5 separate regions of the Mus musculus genome follow, and regions 1, 2, 3 and 4 are each linked to region 5. A link is a contact called in public Micro-C and promoter capture Hi-C data. All regions are on one chromosome and are shown on one strand. The core of a region is the stretch at or near the end of the contact, and the rest is flanking DNA. Distances in the headings are between cores, read along the strand shown. Region 1 overlaps Slc9a4 (solute carrier family 9 (sodium/hydrogen exchanger), member 4). Region 2 holds the start of Il1r2 (interleukin 1 receptor, type II). Region 3 holds the start of Slc9a2 (solute carrier family 9 (sodium/hydrogen exchanger), member 2). Region 4 overlaps Map4k4 (mitogen-activated protein kinase kinase kinase kinase 4). Region 5 holds the start of Pantr2 (POU domain, class 3, transcription factor 3 adjacent noncoding transcript 2).

Region 1 (2,700 bases), core at 37-2,536, 2.1 Mb after region 5:
TACCACCTCACACAGCACATACTGCACACACACTGTACACATCACATATATGCCACACACATATAGCACACACATATACAAACACATACTATACACATCTATCACATTCACACACAGTCACACATACACCATACACACATCACACAATACAGTCACACATACTCACACACTCACACTGTACCACACACACACATGCGCATACTGGCAGGTCTTTCAGTAATGTGCCTGGACCTCTCTCCCCTTACTAAGAGCTTTTTCAGCCCCAACTCTAACTAGAAAATACTTGACTCTGCCTTAAATCCAAGTACATCTACTTCAGTGTGCTGTATAGCACACTCAGCACACTCTTTTTAATTAAAAAAAAAAAAAGAAAAAAGAAAGAAAAAAGGAACATTTCTGCCTCTATGTCCTGAGTACTGTCATTATGTGCACACTCCTTCCAGCTCCCAGACAGTATTTCTTACATAAGTGTTATTCAAATATTTCCAGTTTTTCCTTTTCCTCACCCATTTACAAAGTAAAGAAAGCCTCTTTCTGTGTCCATGAAGTTGTGGTCATTTTTAGGTGAGAAAAAATAAATAAATAATGCTACCTAAAGTCCATACTACTATATTTAATAGACATAGGGATTTCTATACAATTTCTGTATGATTAAACCTTTCTGCCCAGATAGTTGGATATCTGGACAATGTCTGGAAGAAAACAAAACCAGATCTAAGGAGTCAACTGAGAGGCTTCAGTTTAGGAGGACATGAGGTTGAACACCTAAGCAGATGTCTTCACTGGGACAAAGTACTGGGTGTTCATGCTTACCGACTTAGCTTTACTCCCTCCTGCTGGGTGTAGGGTGGGTGTGGGGGGTGTGGGGTAGGGGGTGTAGGGTGTATGGTGTGTGGTATGGGTGTGGGGTGTGTGGTATGTGGGCTGAGTATGTGGTGTGTGGTGTGGGTGTGTGATGTGTGGGATGGGTGTGGGATATGTGGTGTGGGATGGGGGTGTGAGGTGTGGGGTCTCAGTGTGGGGTCACTGTGGGTGTGATGGGGCTCGTGGCAAATAATGACAGGCAGAGCCCAGAGTGGAAGTTCCTTGTGGCCCGCTTTCTTTCTACTTTACAACTTTATTATTATTATTATTATTATTATTATTATTATTATTACTATTACTAAGACAAACTCTCCCTGGAGGCCCTGAAACTCCCTATATAGATCAGGGCCTTGAACTCACCTGACTGCCTACTGAGTGCTGGGATTAAAAGCATGCACCCTATGCCTGGCTCTCAACTTTATTTTTCCAGGAAGAGAAGAAACTACTCAGATGGACTTCAAGCCTGAAGTGTTCCCAGCTCTGCTTCGTACCAGCTTTTCCTGAACATTTTAAATTGGCATCCTGATCGCCAGACGTTCTTCAGGCAAATGTCGGAGAGAACATTTGTTTGGCAAAGGACCAGGTTCAGCTTTCAGAAAGTTAAGAAATTCTAAACCTTCCAGTGCCTCGGGGGACTAACATCAGGCTTTTCCCAGATACCCAAGCCAGCTAGCATCCACACATTCCCACGTGACTCCATCCGTAAGGTTGTACTCACGCCAGGATTCCTGAGAGATAAAGCGTCTCGGCTGCTAAGTAAGACAGATAGCTGAACATGAAGACGATGAGGGGCTCAATCGCAGAGATGTTCTGAGTGAAACGTGTGATAAATGCGGAAATGAATCCAAATATGATGCCGAAAAATACTCCCCCGCACCCCACGATGACGAATCTGGCACACCCAGCCAAAATGTCCACCGCTTCTATGTCCTCAAATTTGTGCATCTTAGTGAAGGCAATTAGTATGTTGTATAAGACCTGGAGAAGTACAAATGAGAGAAACATGAAGTGGAAAGTAGCAATATGTTACACATGGATTCTTGACTTCACATTCAATTAGAGTACACGAGTCAACGGCACAGAGATTAACACAGCTACCCAAGTTTTAGACGCACAACATGTTCAGATTCAGTGAAGAAAGGGGAAGTGCTGGGTTTCATAATTGAGCGCATGACAAATGTTTAAGGAGGTGGGGATGTGAATTACCTCAATTTGCTTATTACATACTGTACACATATTGTATGATTATTTCACCCCGTTCACAAGAGCAACTCTTCCACCAACGGGAAGTGCTTATAACAAGTGAGCACTTCCTGTGAGCCATTCTCTGTGCCATGTCTCTGCTTTGAACCTTTTCTAGGACTCTGCAATGCCTTCCACCTTTTTCTTTAAAGAGTGCACACTGTTAATCTCCCTCAGTAGAGAGCGCAGAAGGCACACTAGAGGGGAACTCTCTCTGGGTCCCTCTTGTACGCGCCTGGACTGGCCAGCAGTAATGACGCTGCAACAGGATCCTTCCGTACACGTTTATTGGGAGAGCTTGATTGCGGAGGCGAAGAGACCCCAAGCCCAGAACTGGTGCTGCTTATATAGGCCTAGGAGAGGCGTGTCTCACACCCGGATTGGTTATGCACTATATCTCATTTGCACGTTCCTCATCTGATTGGTTACTCTCTCTCAGTACCTCACAGAACCTCATTATCATACCCGGGCCAGGCAGTGTCTTGGCAAAAAGCTTTACTGCATATGTACACATTGGTTGTTTGTCCAAACTTATGCGTGGTGGCCAGCAGTAGCCAGCGCCACTCTGCAACGGCACATGTGGCTTCCCACACG
Region 2 (2,754 bases), core at 142-2,641, 2.6 Mb after region 5:
TCTACTGAATCTGAAAAAAAAAAAAAAAAAATCTGCGTGGGCCAAGCAATGCGTGTCGTAGGCAGATATGGTAAAGGCCAAGTTGGAAGACCTGATAAACAGAGTAGTCGGAAGTTCCTTGAAAAAGCACCCGCTTCTGCCGCTTCTGCTGTCCCTAGAGGCTGGCGCTGCTATCCTGGGGTATGGGAGGAGGGACGTGATCACGTGATCTCCCCGGTCTCACTGTCAAAAAGTCGGACGTGGTCACGTGATCGCTCCATTCTCGCTGTCAAAACAGTAGGATTTGAGGGTGAGCTGGGAATGAGAATGGCTTGGGGAAGCCCAGGACAACCTGCAGCACACGAGGGAGGGTCCATCCCCGCAGCACTACCAGCTAAGAAAAGGAAAAGAATGCATTGAGGCAGGCGAGGCTCAGAGAGGCCTCGGGGAAGACATTCTTCTGCACTTATGCCTGTAGGAACAAGATGCTGATCCCGGAGAGCAAGCCTCCAGGTAAGGCAGAGCTAGAGGAGGGTGAGGTTGATGGAAGCCGATATGGAACACGGACGGAAGCCAGCAACATCCCACTGCAAGCAGGGACTGGGAAGGACAGGCCAGTCTTTTGCCTCTATTTACACAGTAGGAAACCCAGAGAGAAGCTCTGGCCAAGATCACCCTGTGTAAGGAGGCTGAGGTCAGAGACATATAAGCTAGGGCTCAGAAGGGAAAAAATGGGCTTCAAAATAGAGTAGGGGACTGAAGAGAAGAGACTTTAAGAAGCAGAGGAGGGAAAAAAACCAGTACATTCATTTATCTAATAACTGTGTGTGCCAGGCAGGTCTTAGAGTGCTGCCCAGTCTGCCTGGAAGCTATGGTTTCTGAGAGGCATCAGGTACATTTAAAAAAAAAAAATCACCCTAGGAAAGTCCCCAAAGCCTTTCAACGTGCTCTGCGCTCTGTCCCAGATGCTCAGCCTCCCAAGGTAAGAACCCAGCCCACTCCCTTCCTCCAGGTGAATTCTAGATGCTTGTCTGTCCCCTGCTACCTGGATCTGTGGACATTCAATAGCAGCTCTCTGATGTAGTCCCCCCCCTCCCTTTTTTTCTAACAGAGAAAACGAAGTAGAAAACAATCAAGGAATAAAGTGACCTCCACACAGGTGAGGAGACCGCTCACCCAGAGGAAGCTAGGAGACTCATAGAGGGTTGCCTGAGGACCCACTAAAAGCAGACCTGATGTTCAGACTGGTGTCTGACTGGTGACTGGCTTCCTGGTGTCTCCCCCTGCCTCTTTCCCACCTTCTTACCTGGAGCTGTGTATTCTTGTACCTTGCTGCTTCTTGCCTGACTGGGGAAGGCTGCTGGGCCAGACTTTCACCTTCTGTGATGTCCCAGCAGCCCCCTCAGGGATTTATAGGCTCCTGCTTGTGGTTTCCTAACTGGCCTGTGTCACTCACTCTAATTGGGTGGTGGTGGACACACCTTTTCCCTGCTCACGGGGAGCACCCTGCTCATGGTGCTTTGTGCGTACATCCTTGCCATATGGGGAAGTGGCCTAGGAAACTCTGAGTTTCCTTATTTGAGTGTGTGTGTGTGTGTGTGTGTGTGTGTGTGTGTGTCGCTAGAATGGCATGCTTCCAGCCAAGAACACATTTTAAAGTGATGCTGGCTGTACATGAAGAAGTTGTAAACAGTTTCACAGGCAAGATTTCACCCCATCTGCTGGATGCTGCTTAAAACCCAACCATGGTCCCATTAAAGAGAAAAGGAGGGTTTTAAATGAGTGGGACACAAGATCCCCACTCCCACCCCCAAGGAACTCTTCTTGACTAGGAGGAGGATTAAATGGATGGGCTTGTTTTAGGGGGGCCTTTGTTTGGCTTTTTGTTTGTTTGTTTGTTTGGTTGGTTTTGTTTTTAACTTTTTGTCTGAGTCTTTGGAAGCTGGGAACATGCTGCTTAATGTAGAGAAAGTGACTGCTAATGTAAGTTAAGGATTTCCAGGTCCGGAGACAGGCTCGGGTTTGGTGCTTCAGGAAAAAGTGGTAAGACAGCCAAAGGAGGAAGAGGATGGTGTGTGTAGTGCTGCAGTCCATGAGCCAGAGAGCCAGAGGCTGGACAAAAACCCAAGACATGGATGCTGCCCTTGTGGCTCCAGGGACCCTGTATGGACTACAATTCATTCTAGCCCACTGAGGCCCATGCAGACCTCCGACCTCCAGAATGATGTAGGAATAAGAACAAATGCAAATCTCATCCCCTGCCCCCCACCCCCGCCTTCATCTTACCTCCCCAAAAGGAGTCTGAAGCCCATGTTTTCTCTCCCTGTCCTTAATTTGTGAAGTACTTATGAGAAAGAATTGTTTGTATGACAAAGAGTCCTTCTGTTGCCCAGCTGACCAGAGTAGGGCTTAGAATTCTCCACCACATATTGTCTCACTGTGAATTTTATCCTAGGTATTTGATGACCATATTTTCTTCCATCAATATCGCAGAATTTGTATCTGCTAAAGACAAATGAATGGTAAAGACAATGTGTCAAAGTATTCAGAGTTCAGACCACCCCCTCAAACTGGGCATGCATGCATGATGTTGGTGGCTCACACATACTGTCTTCCAGTCACCTTCCTCCACTCTCTGGGCTGCATGTCACTTAAAAGTACCTTGCCACAGGTTTTCCATGGGTGGCTTCTGGTTTCTGAGCCAGAACCACATTGGGTCTAATTGAGGAGGAGTCTCTACCTCAGCATTTGCAACAAGCATCTTGGGTAACAGGC
Region 3 (2,700 bases), core at 99-2,598, 2.0 Mb after region 5:
ATGTGACCCCTGCATCTATCCCCAGCCATATTGTGTTTGCCGAGGAGTATTTCCTGTGTTGTAACCATCGATGCCTCACCCTGATCATCAGAAAGGTTCCCTAAGAAAGGCTGAGATGTATGGAAAGCTGCATCCCACAAGGTGAATGCAAAAGCATAGAAAACACCGCGTTCTTCTGACCTCATACATTTTGAACAGTACAGCGATAGCGAATGTGCTTTAATACTGCATACAGAGTAAAATGGTGAGCGGGCGTTATGATGGAGTGATCAGGTTAACAGATGAGAAAACGGGCTGAGCTTGGGGATGGGTTAATTATTTGTTAATAGCTGGTCTCCCTGGCTCCAGTTACCTCTAAAGAAGAAAAGGCTTTCTAGAGAGGAAGGAGCCCAGAGAGCCCAGAGAGAAAGAACAGGGCACTGGTGTTGTAGTGGCAAGCATTTAGGTGTCCACAGTCCCAATTTAAGCACCTCATCAGACAGGGACATGAGGAGGGTCTGTGTTCTGCCAACGCACCCTCTCCCATCCAAGATCTTGCCCACTTCCACTCTCCTCTCTACTTGTAGATGATATACAATCTAGCTAAGCCCTGCCTCAGTTAGCAAGCAAGTCTCCCTCAACTTTGGCACAGACCTGTCAAACTTGACGCTCAAAGCAGAAGTTCACAGTGGGTCTCTATGCTATGGGCCAGTCTTTCCCGGCTTTCCAAGGCCAGCGTCGGATTAAGAACAGGAGATCTTTCAACCACAGGAGCTAATCTGTCCGTCCAAGGCTGCCTTGGTGCAGGAGGAGCTGGCCACTATCTGAGACCAACTACTTGCCTACTTGGCGAGTCACCCACCAGGATCCCCAGTCTGATCGTCCCCGCCCCCACCCACGGGTACAGTTCCTTACCAATCTTGGCCAAGGAGGCCAGTAGGATCCACAAAGTGATCTCGAAAGGGATTTGCACGTGGGGGTAATCCAGGGTGAACACGGGCAACCGACTTTCCTCGAACGGCGTCGTTCCCGGGGCCACCACACTGGCAGGACTTGGCGGGTTGGAGCTGGCACCCCTGGCCCTGGGTGCGTCCAGCAGGGTCTCGGCCAGCGCGCCCGCCGGCACTGCCACCTGCAGAGACAGCAGCAGCAGCAGCAGCCAAGACAGTGGCGCCCGCACGCTGTGCGCGGTGCCCCGGGGGCCCATGGGGTCGGCAGCTATGAGCGCAGCAGAGGACGCTGGTGTAGGATCTGGGTTCCCTCAGAGCATCGCGGGAGGGACAGCACTACTAACTCAACGGGACTGCGAGAGTACCACACCACCGCCTCCACGGGGTCGGGGCCCTGTCGCCAACCAGTTCGGTGGGTGTGAACCTCGCAGGGCCCGGAGGGGAGCGCGCAGCGACAGGAGGCCACTGCGCGGTCCCTCGGCCGCGCTCAGCCTTGCTCAGCCGCCCTCCGCCGCCGGCCGCCCTCCCATGCCTGGCAGCTACAGGCCCTGCCCGGGGCGGCCCGAGGGCGGGCGGGGACGGGGACGGGGGCGGGGCGGGGCGGGCGCGGCGCCCCGGTGGCGGGGCGGGAGGACGCGGAGACCCGGTGCGACGCGCACCTGCCGCAACCCACAGTCGACGCGGGGGCGAAGGTCGCGCCGCTCTCTAGCCCGCCCGCGGACCAAGAGCCGCTGTTCTTGGGAGCCCGGGAGCTGTGGGTGCACTAGGTGCTCGGTGCGCACGGTGGCCTGAGCTGTCCCCGCCCCGGAGGCAGCGTCGGCCGTCCATCAGGGCTGGGACCGACGCGACCCACGCGTCGCGCCCTGCCCCCTCCCCCCGCAGGCTCCTGCAAGGAGACACCCCGGGGCGCTGGCACGCGAGGAGGCGCCGCGGGCTCAGGCAGGGAGGCGACGCCGGGCGCGGAGGAACTGGGGAGCCTTCGCCACTGCTGGGTCTGCAGAGACCGACTCACCGAGGGGAGCCTCTCGGGGCCTCGGAAAGATGAGAAGGAAGAGCAAAGCACCTTGAACACAGCCTGTTCTCTGCGCACCGAAACTCCCGGTTGAGAACTCAGCGCTCCCACGCTCTCCCAGAACCCTTGTCTTTCCGCTTTTCCACTCCTTGTAACAGTGTGCACTCCACTTTTCTTCCCTCCCCCAGCTTTGGGGACGAAAAAGTCTCTGTTTTTAGGCTTCGAGGTGAATCTGTCTGAGGGCATCAGAAACATAACTATTTCGTGGAAAACCAGTGATTTGCCTAGCTTAGACGGACTTGTTCGGCTAATTACAGGATGGACTGCGGTTTGGAAAAGCGGGATTCTCCCAGCGCCAACTGGCCCTTCTCCCGAGCCCGACCTTCCGCAGGGGCATTGCCAGGTGCCCTGCCTGCGATCCCACTGTCCCGGTGTCCTCACGGTGAGAAACTGAAAGGAACCGAAACCAAACCATCTGCCTCCCAGTTAACCCACACGGTTTCCCCTAAACGTATAAAATAAAAATTCTTATCTTTCCCACAGGGTTCCGGCTCTTGTTTATACACCCCTCAGTCTGACACAGAAAGGTCTAACAGAATCTGTGAGATGTCAGTCGTCGGAGGCCATCTGAATAGAGGCAAGCAAGGAACCTTTGAGTCTGGGAAAGGCAGGGACCATTCTAGCCCGAAGTAGAATGGGTCTCAGGGTTGATACAGAATCGGCACAGAATGTATCAGTTTTCCAGCTTTGAAGTGGAAC
Region 4 (2,700 bases), core at 75-2,574, 2.8 Mb after region 5:
GGCTCCAAGTTTCTCAAGAAGTCTCCAAAGGGTTTCCTCACTAAAATCATTTTTAAAAAGTGGTGGAACAAGTGAGAGCAGTTTACCCCAAGCCTAGTGGATTATCTTTCACGGCTGTAAAGGGTAATCAAGCTGACTTCTTGTCCCAACACAGGCACAATTAGTACTGAGATAACGCAACAGCTAGTTGTGGCTGTTTGTTGATAACTCTGTGTGCCAGGCTGCTTCTCTAATCCCTATATAACTTAAGGGAGAAAAGCAGTCCTTTGGGAAAAGAAGAAATAAACAAGGCTGCCGGGCTCACCAAGCAGACTCCTCTCCAACCGAGCTGTTTTAATTTGCAGTCACATGCAGTACAGACCTTTCTAATTACAAGCTGAGAATACCTGCTCGCTCCTTTAAGGAAGTCTTTAATTATCCTAGCCCTGCAATGCCTGTTCCTTCCAGGGAGACCAGAATCATCACATCACATCACATCCTCGGACCCAACGAGATATAGACTTTTTGGGACCTAAGTGCGCAAAAACTACCCGAAACCAATCTGTCGGATTTGTTTCAACCTACACCCTCAGAGTCAACTCTTCCCTGGGATGCCAACTTCAAACTCTGTCTGGGGAAAAGGGCAGGAACCCAAAAATGTTTTGTTAACCTATGTAGTTGTGAATGGTCCTTTCAAGTAAAACCTTCTATTTCATAAAAACACTTTAGGCTAAAAGCCTCAAGTTTCTATGAAGAATTTGTGCCTCCACACTAGGAAGTGGGCAGGCCTTTTGTGTGGACAGTAACGCCACCTGGACAAGGCCTGGAAGCTCTCCCAGGCACCACCCACCCTGCACATGCCACCACACATGCCGACACACACATCCAAGACTCAGGCAAACTCTCTCTTCCCCAACACAAAGGACAGCACAGTGCTCTGTACTACTCAAAGGGCAAATCTACAAATCTAACATCTAAAATTCACTGAGTAAAAAATTACATTTTTAATGAACAAAATTTCATTAAATTATAAATCAAATTCAGCACCAAACAGCCAGCTCGTCTGTGCCCCTGGCACAGCAGTAGAGGGCATTGTAGTAGTTTTCTTCTTGGGAAAAAACAAAAACAAAACAAAACAAAACAACGGTAACCGCATCTGAGGTGGGGCTGACAGAACAGAAACAAAGGGTGACAGCATCTTTCCAACAAAATCGCCACGAAGCACTCACGTGGCCCTGCCGCATGGGGGCGCACTACACATCTGTGGAAGCGGATTACAGTGGCTGTGACTGGAGCCTGGATACACACTTGATCCCAATGGCCAATCAATGCTCCTCCTTCCCGCGAGCTGCACCAGTGAGGGCCGTGACTGACCTGACACAGGACTCTTTTCCTGTCACTTCTAGCAATGTGAGGAAGACTGCCTGTCATATGTAAAGCATCAAATACTCAGCAAAACTTTTGTCCACTAAGCTCTGCCACCAGGTTTGTGTTTCCGGTTTAGAGGCAGCAGCAGAGGAAGTGGGAAGTCCTTGCTCGTCGTTTTTGTTCATGCCCAGGTTAGCACTCCAGTAAAGATGCTTTACTCTTTGATACACACACATTCACTGTAAGCCAACATAAAACGAAAGCACAAAGGGACAGGGAGAGCAAGCAAGGAGCGAGCAGGAGGATGGGAGCGAGAGAGCGGGAGGGGAGAGCGGGGAGAGCGGGGAGTGCGGGGAGAGCGGGGAGTGCGGGGAGTGCGGGGAGAGCGGGGAGAGCGGGGAGTGCGGGGAGAGCGGGGAGTGCGGGGAGTGCGGGGAGTGCGGGGAGAGCGGGGAGAGCGGGGAGAGCGGGGAGAGCGGGGAGTGCGGGGAGAGCGGGGAGTGCGGGGAGTGCGGGGAGAGCGGGGAGTGCGGGGAGAGCGGGGAGTGCGGGGAGAGCGGGGAGAGCGGGGAGTGCGGGGAGAGCGGGGAGTGCGGGGAGAGCGGGGAGTGCGGGGAGAGCGGGGAGTGCGGGGAGTGCTGGGAGTGCGGCTCAGGAAACCAAGGAGACAAGAAGCAACTCAACCTAAAAAGCTTGGGGGAAACAACCTCATCCAAAGTGAATCGCTGAAGTCAGACAGTACCCGAGCTTACTCCAGGCTTTCAGTACAGAGCCCCATTGCCTTGGACAGCTACTCTGTCCTTCAATGTGAATGGCATCCTATCATCTACCACCGCATATTGAATCAATTGCTGACAGGCAGAGCTGCCTCGGAATGACAGTGAGCTCTTCAGGACTGCTAGACCAATACTCCTCCTTTCTCCAGTGTCCAGCACAGCAGCAGTAACAACTGCGACATTCAGCCTTGAGAGAGACACTTGGTGCTTAAGTTTACAACCCTGTTAGTCACTATGAATGGCTCTGTTTTTTTCAAATAAGGGTACTGAGAATCAGATAAATACATTTCATGGGGACCCATCGCTAATAATTGATAAAAGGAGACAAAGCAGGGTGGCCTGTCCCAAAACATAAGCCAACAATCCTGTTTCCAGTTTTGGGTTTTTTACTTAGAAAAAAAATCAAACTTTTGTTAAGGTGAATAGAATCACAATTTACACTAGAATTTAAAGCTGAGTAATTCCAGAGGGGAAGGAGACAAGGTAAAATGCCCTTGATCCAACTGAGCACGAACCAGGACTCCACAGAGTCTGGGATAGCCTTAAGGGAGAAAACAATCGCTTACAGTCCAGAATC
Region 5 (2,700 bases), core at 87-2,586:
CCCAGCCTGGGCACCTCACAGGTCCTAACCTCCACCCACTTTCAACTTTTTGCTGTTCCCGTTAGATGGCGCTCAAGACTTTCTAACCATTTGTGAAAGTGCTCCTGGTCCGGAACAAAAAGAGCCTTATCGAGAGAGAGAGTGTGGAGTGGGCGTGAGCGGGGGGGGGGGGGGGGGGGCTGGGGGGGGGGATGTGGGGGTGAAAGCACACCAGGGCGCGGGCGTCGCCTGGCACCAGGAGGAGCGGTCACGGGTCAGCTGGCCCCGGGCGGGGGTGCATCCCAGGCAGGGCCTCCTCCGCAGCGGGCCCAGAACTTTCTCTGCTTCCTCTTCCTTTCCCATTCCGCTTTTCTCCTGGTCCCTGCTGAGCAGTTGGCAGATGGGTTTCGGCCTCCGGAAGGCCGAGGACTGCACATCTATGCAGGCCCTCCGTGCTCTGGAAGAAAGAGGCCTGGAATTGAGCAGTGGCGCTGGGGTTCAGACCAATTCTCCCCACGAGTACCCCCACAAGGGTTCTGAGTTCTCAAGCTCCAGCTCTGCACATCAGCCATGGGACAGGTGCAGGTTTTGTTTTAGGCTCTCAAAGTGATGTTTCTAAGTTCCCCGAGTGCATGTTTCAAGCAATACAGAGCAAACTTTCTGGTCCCCGGGCGGATGACGCCTGAATGAAGTCAAACCACCGTCCTTTTAAAACTATAAAATGAAAGAAACTAATGAAAGGCCCTGGAAACCCTGAAGCATTAGATGTGACCACTTATTTTTAAATAATTATGCGACGAGTGATCGGGGCTTCCAAAGCTTTCCAAATATCTCTTCTTTCGCAGTCTCTAGGAAGTGTCTTGACTGTAGGCGAGCGGGTACTCTGATCTTTCCCTTCCCTTCCCTTCCCTGTTCGCCCAAGTGTTCAGGAGCTGTGTGCCCGGTTACCCCTAGGACCGGAGGGAGCAGACACCTTCCTTTGTGAGTCCCCCTGGCTGGGAACTTTCCCGCGCGGCGGGTTCCCCTTTAAGAAAGTAGCGATTGCTATGAATATTTAATGCGGAGCTGGAGCCCGTCGGGCCGAGGGGAGACCCGGCCCGCGCTCTGCGGCCGGGGCGTAGCTCTAGCTCATCCCCCACCAGTTCAGCCACGGTAGGATGAGGAGGATGAGGGTTTGCGGGAGGAAAAGCTTTGGAGAGATGGGGTGCGGGACTATGGAACCCGCTTGAGTCCAGTAGGCCAGCGCGGGTCATTTCCATAAGAAAGCCGCAACCCAGCTGGAGGCTGCGGTTCTTCATGGCCTCCCTGCCCCCACCATCATTGGCAGCGTGTCGCGGGCTTCTCTGCAGCCTAGATCTAGGCGACTGGTGTGGATTGGTGTTGATGAGATGTGGCTTCCAGCGTTGCCCGACTCAGACCTGTTTCCAGTCTGGATGGAGCGGACCGACTGTGTGGGGTGAGTCCAGGGTGCGGCGGAGCCAGTAAGAGTTGAGGAGAGCGCGGGGAAGCTAGTCCGTAGTGGGCACCTCGGATTAGGAAGTCCTGAGAAGTACTCTGAAGCGGGGTGTGAAGAGAGAGTACTGGGAGAAGGCCTAGGAAGCTAAGCCGTCCTTGCTGCCCCTCTCAAATCCCCGGAGCTTTCGCTTTCAGTGGGTGACCCTCTTCCAGCGAAGGGATGGAAAGTGAACTTGGTCGGGCATTTGATCTAGCTAGCAAAGCGGTTCTTTTCTGTGTACATTGAGTACATTGAGTTTCTTCTCTGCTTTCAAGAGCCCACGCACGATGGCCACGCATCTTCAGGTCTATCAAACACACACACACACACACACACACACACACACACACACACACACACACATACACACACACATCTAGAGAAATTAAAACCTAGATCTATAGTGTTCAAAAAAAAAAAAAAAGCAAAGCAGAGGAGATAATGTGTGAGACAGCCGTCTTCACTTTGCCTTCTATTGGGAAAAGTTGCCTGAGAAGGAATAACTTCCCTTTTATGGATTCTGAACCACCTGTACTTTGCTACAAAGCTTAGTTGGGTCACAAATAAAACACCAGTTACATCGAGCAATGAAACCAATTACAACTATTAACAACTTTATTACTTATGATTAGACTTGAGAACTTTAAACTCAGACAATATGATCGAGTTATTTTTCAAACCAGCTAAGATTTTTACACCATCCCTCCCCACTCCACTTCCTACCCCTGTCCCCAAGAAGTAAGAAGAGTAGAAATGATATTTCAGGGAGTTTGTATGTATCCGTGGTCAATATTATATTTGTTTCTTTTAGTAAAGTTTGTTGCTTCTTGTACCTAATGGTACCTTGATTCCTGATTCTGTCGAGTTATGGAGAGCATAATTGAAGATGGCTGGTTACAACCGACTTGGTTTGGATGTGGAATTGGGGCAAGCACTCTCTCCCAGTACTCTAGTAATGCTGAAAACCCAAATCTATTTAAAAGGACAAGTTGTTTTAACTTCTACCACAGATGGGGTGAGAGGAACAAGTGAAACTCAACAGCTAAGGAGAAAATGAAGAACTAGTGCTACGTTTTCCACGTTCTTTTTGCTCCGGGGTTGACATGGCATTTGGTGAGTCTTTCCTGAGACTGTGGCTGTCTGGAGAGGGGAAAGTATCAGAGAAGTTTTACCAGTCTTAAGGCTACCTCCAGGAGGCTGTCCACCACTTCCCTCTGTCTCCATGC

The links. Promoter capture Hi-C pulls out the DNA fragments that hold promoters and counts their contacts. Hi-C and Micro-C count contacts between places; a contact is called where the count stands out from the background.
Region 1: a promoter capture Hi-C map of the 3T3-L1 cell line shows a contact between it and region 5, with 7 times the contacts expected there. The contact joins the enhancer-like site here to the promoter of Pantr2 in region 5. A contact is called at or near these places in 8 of 39 promoter capture datasets (the 3T3-L1 cell line, 3T3-L1-derived adipocytes, cranial neural crest and 4 more).
Region 2: a promoter capture Hi-C map of liver shows a contact between it and region 5, with 7 times the contacts expected there. The contact joins the promoter of Il1r2 here to the promoter of Pantr2 in region 5. A contact is called at or near these places in 2 of 39 promoter capture datasets (hippocampal neurons and liver).
Region 3: a Micro-C map of embryonic stem cells shows a contact between it and region 5, with 6 times the contacts expected there. The contact joins the promoter of Slc9a2 here to the promoter of Pantr2 in region 5. A contact is called at or near these places in 4 of 39 promoter capture datasets (the 3T3-L1 cell line, hippocampal neurons, liver and 1 more), 3 of 484 Hi-C or Micro-C datasets (all in embryonic stem cells), 1 of 115 datasets of contacts at active chromatin or transcription factors (astrocytes) and 1 of 9 other capture datasets (pancreatic islet).
Region 4: a contact with region 5 is called in a Micro-C map of embryonic stem cells, with 12 times the contacts expected there. The contact joins the enhancer-like site here to the promoter of Pantr2 in region 5. A contact is called at or near these places in 2 of 39 promoter capture datasets (embryonic stem cells and stem cell-derived epiblast-like cells), 1 of 15 datasets of contacts at CTCF or cohesin (stem cell-derived epiblast-like cells), 5 of 484 Hi-C or Micro-C datasets (all in embryonic stem cells) and 2 of 115 datasets of contacts at active chromatin or transcription factors (astrocytes and embryonic stem cells).

The regions. Positions count from the first base shown.
Region 1 is chr1:40,599,912-40,602,611 of GRCm38.p6, reverse strand. Slc9a4 (solute carrier family 9 (sodium/hydrogen exchanger), member 4) reads right to left here. Exons shown (of 12, transcript NM_177084.3): 3 at 1,583-1,842. Among named protein-coding and RNA genes, the nearest start is that of Gm35801, 21 kb to the right of the region's middle. Within about 2 kb of position 1,286, at least 30 of the 459 cell types and tissues checked have an H3K27ac peak or open chromatin away from gene starts, as enhancers often do. A contact at or near this core is called in hippocampal neurons, where this site is marked.
Region 2 is chr1:40,083,351-40,086,104 of GRCm38.p6, reverse strand. Il1r2 (interleukin 1 receptor, type II) reads right to left here and starts at 1,391. Exons shown (of 9, transcript NM_010555.5): 1 at 1,286-1,391. Gm16894 (predicted gene, 16894) reads left to right here and starts at 254. Exons shown (of 4, transcript NR_037980.1): 1 at 254-492; 2 at 818-961; 3 at 1,091-1,138.
Region 3 is chr1:40,680,360-40,683,059 of GRCm38.p6, reverse strand. Slc9a2 (solute carrier family 9 (sodium/hydrogen exchanger), member 2) reads right to left here and starts at 1,348. Exons shown (of 12, transcript NM_001033289.2): 1 at 895-1,348. The coding sequence starts at 1,186.
Region 4 is chr1:39,935,260-39,937,959 of GRCm38.p6, reverse strand. The region is part of intron 2 of Map4k4 (mitogen-activated protein kinase kinase kinase kinase 4); the gene reads right to left. Among named protein-coding and RNA genes, the nearest start is that of Map4k4, 36 kb to the right of the region's middle. Within about 2 kb of position 1,324, at least 270 of the 459 cell types and tissues checked have an H3K27ac peak or open chromatin away from gene starts, as enhancers often do. A contact at or near this core is called in astrocytes and embryonic stem cells, where this site is marked.
Region 5 is chr1:42,712,090-42,714,789 of GRCm38.p6, reverse strand. It overlaps Pantr2 (POU domain, class 3, transcription factor 3 adjacent noncoding transcript 2), which reads left to right and starts at 1,336. Exons shown (of 4, transcript NR_110495.1): 1 at 1,336-1,435; 2 at 2,485-2,587. All of the region lies in intron 1 of Gm46091 (predicted gene, 46091), which reads right to left.